Linked DNA regions of Pan troglodytes: all the other regions are linked to region 3. The links are chromatin contacts, called in public HiChIP or PLAC-seq maps. All regions are on one chromosome and are shown on one strand. The core of a region is the stretch at or near the end of the contact, and the rest is flanking DNA. Distances in the headings are between cores, read along the strand shown. Region 1 holds the start of LAP3 (leucine aminopeptidase 3). Region 2 holds the start of LCORL (ligand dependent nuclear receptor corepressor like). Region 3 holds the start of NCAPG (non-SMC condensin I complex subunit G).

Region 1 (2,700 bases), core at 167-2,666, 230 kb before region 3:
AATACAGGTTCTTCAACGCCCTGTCCTATGACTTCACCCTGCACTCTTCAATCAACGATCTCCACACTATAGCCCTCTCCAAAACCCTTAAAAACCTTGACCCCAAATTCCTCAGGGAGATGGATTTGAGGTTTCCTCCCATCTCCTCCTTTGGCGACTCCATGATTACACCTCTTTCTCTGCTGCAACCCTGGTGTCTGGGCGTATTGACTTGCTATGTGCACGAGTCAACGAACCTAATAGTGTTACATCATTTTCAAAAACAGTATTTACACCGTTGCACCTGTGGAACAGATGAAAGGACACGAATAAAAATAACTCAGGCCGGGTGCGGTGGCTCACGCCTGTAATCCCAGCACTTAGCGAGGCCGAGGCAAGTGGATCACGAGGTCAGGACTTCGAGACCAGCCTGACCAACATGGTGAAACCTCGTCTCTACTAAAAATACAAAGAGTTGCCGGGCACAGTGGCTCACGCCTGTAAGTAATCCCAGCACTTTGGCAGGCTGAGGCGGGTGGATCACCAGAGGTCAGGAGTTCAAAGCCAGCCTGGCTAACATGGCCAAACACTGTCTCTACTAAAAATACAAAGATTAGCCAGGTGTGGTAGTGGGCGCCTGTAGTCCCAACTACTCGGGAGGCTGAGGCAGGAGAATCTGTTGAACCCGAAAGGCGGAGGTTGCAGTGAGACGAGATTGCGCCACTGCACTCCAGCCAGGGCTACAAGAGCGAGACTCCGCCTCAAAAAAAAATCCAAAAAAACAACAAAAAAACACAAAGATTAGCTGGGCGTGGTGGCGGGCGCCCCTAATCCCAGCTACTCGGGAGGACGAGGCAGGAGAATCGTTTCAACTAGGCAGCGGGAGGTTGCAGTGAGCGGAGATCGCTCCATTGCACTCCAATCTGGGTGACAGAGCGAGACTCCGACTCAAAAAAACCAAACAAACAAACGAAAACTCAGTGGGAGTGTCTTCACTATGCAGTCGTCTATTCAGCAACCTTGACAACAAGCTCTGGCACTCAGTTTCTATTTCCCGGGAGTTGCCCAGCGCTCCGCCCACGCCCGCTTGCAGAACTCGCCCCGCCTCCGCCCCACCCATCGTGTGACGTCACCCTATCGGTCCCGCCCCTCTACTTCGCGTTGGTCCCGGGACTGTCAACCGCGTCCGGAAGCCCCGCCTTTTCGCCCCCGCCCGCATGCGCACGCGCACACGAATGCGGGCGCACACGAATGCGGGCACACCCTTGAGTCCCCTCCACAGCCGCGGTTTGATCCCAGCGGTCCAGTCGGCCGGTGCCGCCCATCCGCCCCGCCCCCTAGACGCACGTCCGCTCGCCCGGCGCCCGAGCCAGTCCGCGCGCACGCCGTCTGCGCCCCGAAAGCCCCGCCCCAAGGCGCGCCCGCCCACCGCTCTCCACGTGCTCGCTGGAGGGCGGTGCGAGGGGCCGAGCCGACAAGATGTTCTTGCTGCCTCTTCCGGCTGCGGGGCGAGTAGTCGTCCGACGTCTGGCCGTGAGACGTTTCGGGAGCCGGAGTCTCTCCACCGCAGACATGACGAAGGTGAGAGGCGGCGGCTCGCTCATGGTCCGCCGCTGGGGCCCTGCCCGTGGGCTACCGGGGCTGCGGGGCTGGTCGAAGCCGCGGTGTCCCGGGCGCCCAAGCCAAGTTGCAAAAATCAGTTTAAAAGAAAAATTATCTCCTTGCGGGGATCGGCCTAGGCCGCTGAGGACCCCAGCGGTCGTATTGAGGGCGCGATTCCCCGCTCGGGGCTAGGGGGTGATGGCTGTAGCCGCCCTTTACCCGGCTCCGCTCGGCCGCGCACTTGCTCCAGTCGTCACCCGCGGTCCTGGCAGTAACCCAGGGAAAGACGCGGCGGTGGGGCTCCCATTCGAGCTTGGAGGAAGCCCGAGTTTGCCAAGGTGAAAGGGTTTCTGAGGTCCCAGAGTCACAGGGCTCCTTCCCCCGCGGAAGTGAAAGGTCAGGGAGTTAAGTGGCTTGGAAGGGTTTCTAGAGGAAATGCATGCCTCTCTAGAGAAAAGGGCTTTGCGGAGAGACCCACGTTTCCCAGAATTAAGAGCATCTTCCAGAAGAAAAGTGAACTCCAAAAAATTACGAAGGTCGCTCTTCAGATGTGAAGGATCTGCAAAGGGAATGGCTCTCGGAACCAGCACAAGCTTGGGAGTCATGCCTAAGCACCAGAAAGAGATGACTGTCCCTGCAGAAGAACGTTCTAGGGGGAGCTTGAGCTCCAGTCTCCTGCAGGTATCTCAGTGGCGGAGGGACCAGTCGCCTGACCAGTGCTGTCTCCAGTACTGTGCCACAGCCTACCCAGATAACAGTTGCTCAGTTGGCTCCATTGATTCCCGGGGAGTGAACAATCTTAGGGAAGTTAGAACCTGGCAGAGTTACCAATGCCAAGGAAGGCTGTTTTCTTTGGTGGAAAAGACCGAGAGGGCACTATTCTAAGTGTCTGTGTGGTTTTGTGGAAAGATCAACTGCTGGGCGGGAAGACATCTGGATTCTCACTCAGTCCTACCACACAGGAGCTCCTGTCTCAAACTAGGTTTCAGTTTCCTTATCGGTCAAGGGGGGTAAGGGTACTTGTTCTTTCCACCTCACAGAGTTGCCATGAGGCAGACAAAACATTTTTAAAGTCATAAATTGCCGTGCAAAAGTAAATACTAAGTATTACTAGGTTTG
Region 2 (2,700 bases), core at 82-2,581, 210 kb after region 3:
AGCAAGGTCGGGAGTCCCACCATTCCTGTCACCCTAAACAATCCACAGGGTGAGAGCCCCAAGCCCAGAAGTTTGAAGCAAAACGATTCAGATCCAACCAAAAAGAGGGAATTGCAGTTGAATGGGGATGGGAGGTGGGGAGGGCGATGCGTGTGTGTGTATACGTGTGTGTGTGTGTAAGGAAGAGTCCATCACATGACAGTGAAAGAGGACCAGAGTCGTCGGGGCGTCCGCAAGCAGACGGGGGGGGGGGAGGGTGTCGTTGCCGTGGCAACACCCCCCATCCGTCCAGACTTCCAAAGAGGGAGGAAGAACTTCAAATCCCAACCGTCAGCGCTCAAGCGGCTCCTTCTTAAAGGGGTACACACAGCGCCGCCGCCGAGCGCGAGAGGGCAGAGTTGGGCGCCCCCCGCCCCTCGGACGACGCCCCCGCCGCCCCTCGCCCCCAGCCGGCCCATCAGCGGCCCCCGCCCTGCGAGCGCCCGTGGGTCTCCAGGTCCAGGTCCCCGGGAACTGGCCGCGTCTGCTCACCCGGTCCCCGGCGGCGACAAGGGGGTGTGTGTGCGCTCGGCGGGGGCGCGGACCAGCCCGCCTTCCTCCGGCCGCCCTGCCCGCCGGCTCCCCTCCGCCAGGGCGCCGACCCACCGGGCCGCTTCCTCCCTCCTGTCAGGGTGGACGGCGGGCGACAGCGGGCAGCGACGGGCGCCGAGGAGTTTCGGGGAGAGCGCGAGCGGGCGGCTTCCGCGGGGGCTCAGCAAGCGGGTCCAAACTAACAGTTCCTGGGGAGCCCAAGAGCTGGGAAGGCGAAGGAGGGCGGACCGCGCCGGGCCAGCAGCCCGCAAGACAAAAGGCGAGCGCCGGGGCCGCCGCGCCGCGCCGCTCCCATCTCGCTCCCCCACCGAACTAACCCGAACGGGAGATTCAACTAAACCCCTCAGCCACAAACTCCTCGGGCTGCGACTGCGGTCGCCGCGCGGAGCCCGGGGCCCCGGCCCGCGTCTCTCTTACCTACACAGTGCATGAGGCGGTGGCGCCAAGAGTCGAGTTCCCGCCGGAATCCTCTTCTCTCCGCCGCGCACCGAGGGCTCCGGCACTGAGCGGCGGCGGCGGCGGCGGCGGCAGCAGCGGCGGCGGCAGCGGCCATTCTCTCTCTTCCCTTGTCCATCTGCGTCCCGCGTCACGCGCCCTCATTTACATACGAGCAGCGCAGGCACGAGGCAGGGGCGCGAGCCCTCGGCGCGAGCCCCGGAGCGCGCGCCCCCCGGAGGGGGGTTGATTGACACGTGTCACTACCTTCCCTCTGCCCTGCCCTCCCCCTCCCACCGCTCCCTCAGGGAGAGGCGGGGAGGGAGCCAGAGGAGAAGGAAGCAACCTGCCGCTTCCGCTGACCCCGCCTCCCCACCCACTACCCTCCTCCCCCTCCCGCTGGAGTTTACTCAGGCGAGCCATACCGCTCCCGCCGCCCGCGAAAACCCTGAGCGGGAGCGAGAGACCCGGAGCCCAGCCAGGAACCGGCGTGCTAGTGGAGCGGACTAGCAACGCCTACTTTCTGCCTTCACTACGGGACTCCGACAGTCCGGAGACTTCACTTCCCAGGCTCCATTTCGCCAGGATCTCGAAGCCGAACTTGGCGCCGTGGCGCGTTGCTTGCCGGTCATTGTAGTCCAGAAGAAAGGATTTTTTTGTTTGTTTGTTTTTCTTCCCCCCCGCACTTGGGTATGCAGGCTGGCCTGCAACTTCTCTGCGCCGCGCCGCTGGGGGGCTGAGTCTGTCGCTCCCTGCGCCCGGAACCATGCGCTGCCCGGGTGGCCGGGTCTGACCCGACTGCTTTAGCTTCCTTAGGCTCCGCGATAGAAGGGTGGTGGAAGCCGCAAGAGTTGTCGGCTCCTTGTGGGTTCAGGCTGCGTTTTGTGTTTTAAGTGCTGGAAACTTTCCGGGGTCGCTGTCTTCCTGTCACTCCGCAGGGAAAGGGCAAGCCGGTCATTCGGCTACATCTGGAATAACTGCCAAACGTCCAGAGAGAGATCCCGGAGTGACTTCGGTATTCAAGGCGAAGAGATCTCGGAAAGCCAGAATATTTGCAAGGACTAGGAAAAAGATGCGGGTTTTTTTCACTGAAAATTACTTGCAGGGGACTGGGTGTAGCCGGCTGAAAACTGCAGAAGGAAAATTTTCTTTATAAGCTCCTGGAGGGCAGCGACCCACTGAGATCTCTGTACCGTGACATCTGTCACTCGCTAGACCCTAGTACAGTGCGTGACACGGGATTAAGCACTTTACAAAGGTTAATGGAATGAATTCTACCCCGTGCTAGAGAAAATAACTTCTTCAGAGAGCGCTAGAGAGGAATCTTACGTTTAAATACAGACTCCAATCACAGTTTTTACTTTTGCACCAGAGCGATTGTGCGTTTGTTTCCGTATACGTGCAGTTTATCAAGCCGAAGCTAAGCTACCCAACGTTTGCTAAGAAGTACTGTGTATTTCTGGAAATTTATTCACAAGTCTGTGGGAAATATGTTTAATTCTTCTTGGAAATCTCATAAATTCTGAATTCAGTACCACCTTCCCTGTTTTGTGGCTTATCCTTATCCACCTTCTTTCTTTTTCTTCCTATGAGAAAGTATTTCTTTGCTCATTATGACTTCAGTAGTGAAGATGTAATTTTGCATCTTCATAAGTTAAAAATAATAAAGTTTGA
Region 3 (2,700 bases), core at 33-2,532:
ATTCAGAAAATCCATTACTTCTTCGGAGGGCAGGTAATTCAAAAGGAGAAAGATGTACAGGTGGCTTTAGGAATGTTCTATTTCTTCAGCTGGCAGTAGGTTACTGAGGTGTAGGAGAGGGAAAAACGGCTTCCCTCCATCCTCCTAGGTTCTTTGGCTGGGTTACAAATTAACCTGACATAGACATTAACAAGAAAAAAACCCCGTACTTAATTACATACGCAGAGGAGTCCCACCATGGTCAGATGATTGAAGATTATACAGCATCCTACGCTACTCAAGAAATGGGGGCTTGCGGCTTTCTGGGGGATGGTGGCCACAAAGTTGTGGAAAGGTGAGGGGAGGAAATATACGGTGAATAAAAGTTGTCTTGGTATGCAGATAAGATCTCCCAGGTAACAAAAATTATCGCAGAGCTGCCCTCTTTCTGATACAGATCCTTTACTGATGTATATTTCCTCTGTAGATGTCAATTTCTTTTACAACAGGACAGATTTTCAGAGCGACTCCTGTGTCTGCATTTTATCAGAATACCAGCTCAAAATATACCCTAGAAGTATATTGTAGGATGGCATATTTTGGTCTCCTACAGTCCTATTTTTGGATGGTGCATCCTGAGATCCAACAGAAGTTCTGTCTGATATAATTTCATTTAAAATTTAAAAACCTAGTTCCTACTCTTCTTTATTTTAACCACTACCCGAAAGACCTTTCCATTCTCTTGAGTTCTCCCTTAATACACTGTCCTTATGCACACTTGTAAACAGGGCCTCCACAGCTGCACATCTAGAAACGGCGCAGCTAAGTTAGCCCGCACCCCCCTTCGCAGCGATCCCCGGGCTGCCTGCACGCCCTGAGGAACCTCGCAGTCGGCTTTACCAGGGCAGGGACTAAGGCCTTCAAAAGACAGCATCCGTCTCCACTAACCTCGGGTCGCCCCGCTCAGCGGACCCAGCAGCGTCGTCTCCCTTCTCAGAGGTGGCCGGGCCTCCCGAACGCGCTACGAACTTTCCTTTGTCGCCGTCTCTCGAAGCGGAGCCCTCGTGTGGGGATCCCCCGCCCTTCGGCCACAAGGGAGGTTGTTATCCTCGGCAGATCTCCCGTTCTCACTCTTGGAGGATCGCTTTTTCTTTCTAGCCTCACGCTCAGCCGCACGACCCAGCCAGGCCTAACGCCAGCAGCCCTTCCCCTCCGGTGGCAAGGCCACTCCGCTCAGCTCCCGCGCCGACGCTACTTCCGGCCGAGTCAAGGCCCCTCCCCCTTAGAAACGCCACTTCCCTCCGTGAAAACCGCTGGACAAGGTTGAACCTAGACGCATGCGCCCAAAGCGCGGGGTGCGAGGTGGGTGGACCCATCGCTTCCCGCTCTCTCCTCCCAAAGCGCTTACGGCAGTCTCGCGGGATTTCCCCCTCTCGCGGGAATTATTTGAACGTTCGAGCGGTAAATACTCCCTGGGGCTGTCATAGAAGACTCCGCGGAGAGCGCTGCCTCTGGGTTGGCGGGCTGGCAGGCTGTAGCCGAGCGCGGGCAGGACTCGTCCCGGCAGGGTTCCAGAGCCATGGGAGCGGAAAGGAGGCTGCTGTCGATTAAGGAGGCCTTTCGGCTGGCGCAGCAGCCGCACCAGAACCAGGCGAAGCTGGTGGTGGCGCTGAGCCGCACCTACCGCACGGTAAGCGCGTCCGGCCCCGGCCGCCGCCTCTCGCCCGCCCCGGCCCACCCTCCCTCAGGGGCCCTCCGTGGCCCTCGGGCTCGGCGCACCGTGACTCCAGCCTTGTTCACCTTCGCGACTCACTTCATAGGGATCTGAGGTTCGGAGAAGTCAGGGACTTACCCGAGGTCGCCTGGGCCCAGGCCAGAAAGCCTCCGAAGCCTGGGCGTCGTTCACACGGGCCCCGCCTTGGCTTTTCTGAGCCGGCACCCCCAGCTTCTGGGCGGCGTGGACCGTTATTCCTTAGTCCGATCGTGAACGTGGAGAGAAACATTTACGACCACCGAGGCGATCAGACATCAAATATTGAACCGCAGAGTGGATCCTGAATGCGGGGGTTCAGTGGTCGTTGCCCCTGGGGTCATCGCTCCCCGCCGAACATCAAATGATTCTACCCTTGTCCTACGGTTACGTTGAATCCAATCACCAAATACGAAATTATTCTTTAGGGCCTGGCCATTCTTATTTATGTACATACTATTTGTTTGTTTTGAGTGGAACCTTGAGAAGAATAGAACAATTAATTTGGGGAAGATGAATTATCTTGAGGTCCAAGAAAAATTGTGAGTAAACATCACAGGGCTTTGAGGATATGAGATAGGATGTGCAAGTTATCTCATAAAGAAACTGCTGGTGATAGGAAGGCCTGAATATGAGAAATATAAAAGCCAGTATTGATTTTGGGTTGTTGAAGAAGCGTATTTGTAACGTACTGGTACTAAAAGGCTTATTGAGAATCAAAGATATTGAAAAAAATATATCAAAGGAATCTTTTCACTGTCAAAAGTCAAGCTTGTGTACTCCCATTATAGCCTGGAGAGAAATTCATGCAAATTGATTGCCCTTTGGCTGGTTTGGATAATTAAGAGTTTACTAAATAAAGATTTTAATTTGTCTGCATTATTATGGCTAGTGCTTTCATCAGTCTTAGGGTGATGTTGGGGATAAAGGATTTTTATCGGTGCAGTTTATGAAGGGTTTCTTTTGTCTTT

The links. HiChIP or PLAC-seq counts read pairs in DNA pulled down with a chosen protein or histone mark.
Region 1: a contact with region 3 is called in an H3K4me3 HiChIP or PLAC-seq map of stem cell-derived excitatory neurons, with 11 times the contacts expected there. The contact joins the promoter of LAP3 here to the promoter of NCAPG in region 3. A contact is called at or near these places in 1 of 7 Hi-C or Micro-C datasets (stem cell-derived neural progenitor cells) and 1 of 1 datasets of contacts at active chromatin or transcription factors (stem cell-derived excitatory neurons).
Region 2: an H3K4me3 HiChIP or PLAC-seq map of stem cell-derived excitatory neurons shows a contact between it and region 3, with 4 times the contacts expected there. The contact joins the promoter of LCORL here to the promoter of NCAPG in region 3. A contact is called at or near these places in 1 of 7 Hi-C or Micro-C datasets (stem cell-derived neural progenitor cells) and 1 of 1 datasets of contacts at active chromatin or transcription factors (stem cell-derived excitatory neurons).

The regions. Positions count from the first base shown.
Region 1 is chr3:18,059,901-18,062,600 of NHGRI_mPanTro3-v2.0_pri, forward strand. LAP3 (leucine aminopeptidase 3) reads left to right here and starts at 1,417. Exons shown (of 13, transcript NM_001246465.1): 1 at 1,417-1,560. The coding sequence starts at 1,459.
Region 2 is chr3:18,505,833-18,508,532 of NHGRI_mPanTro3-v2.0_pri, forward strand. It overlaps LCORL (ligand dependent nuclear receptor corepressor like), which reads right to left and starts at 1,332. Exons shown (of 7, transcript XR_010156487.1): 1 at 1,009-1,332.
Region 3 is chr3:18,294,488-18,297,187 of NHGRI_mPanTro3-v2.0_pri, forward strand. NCAPG (non-SMC condensin I complex subunit G) reads left to right here and starts at 1,283. Exons shown (of 21, transcript XM_016951398.3): 1 at 1,283-1,669. The coding sequence starts at 1,559. DCAF16 (DDB1 and CUL4 associated factor 16) reads right to left here and starts at 1,238. Exons shown (of 2, transcript XM_063808646.1): 1 at 928-1,238.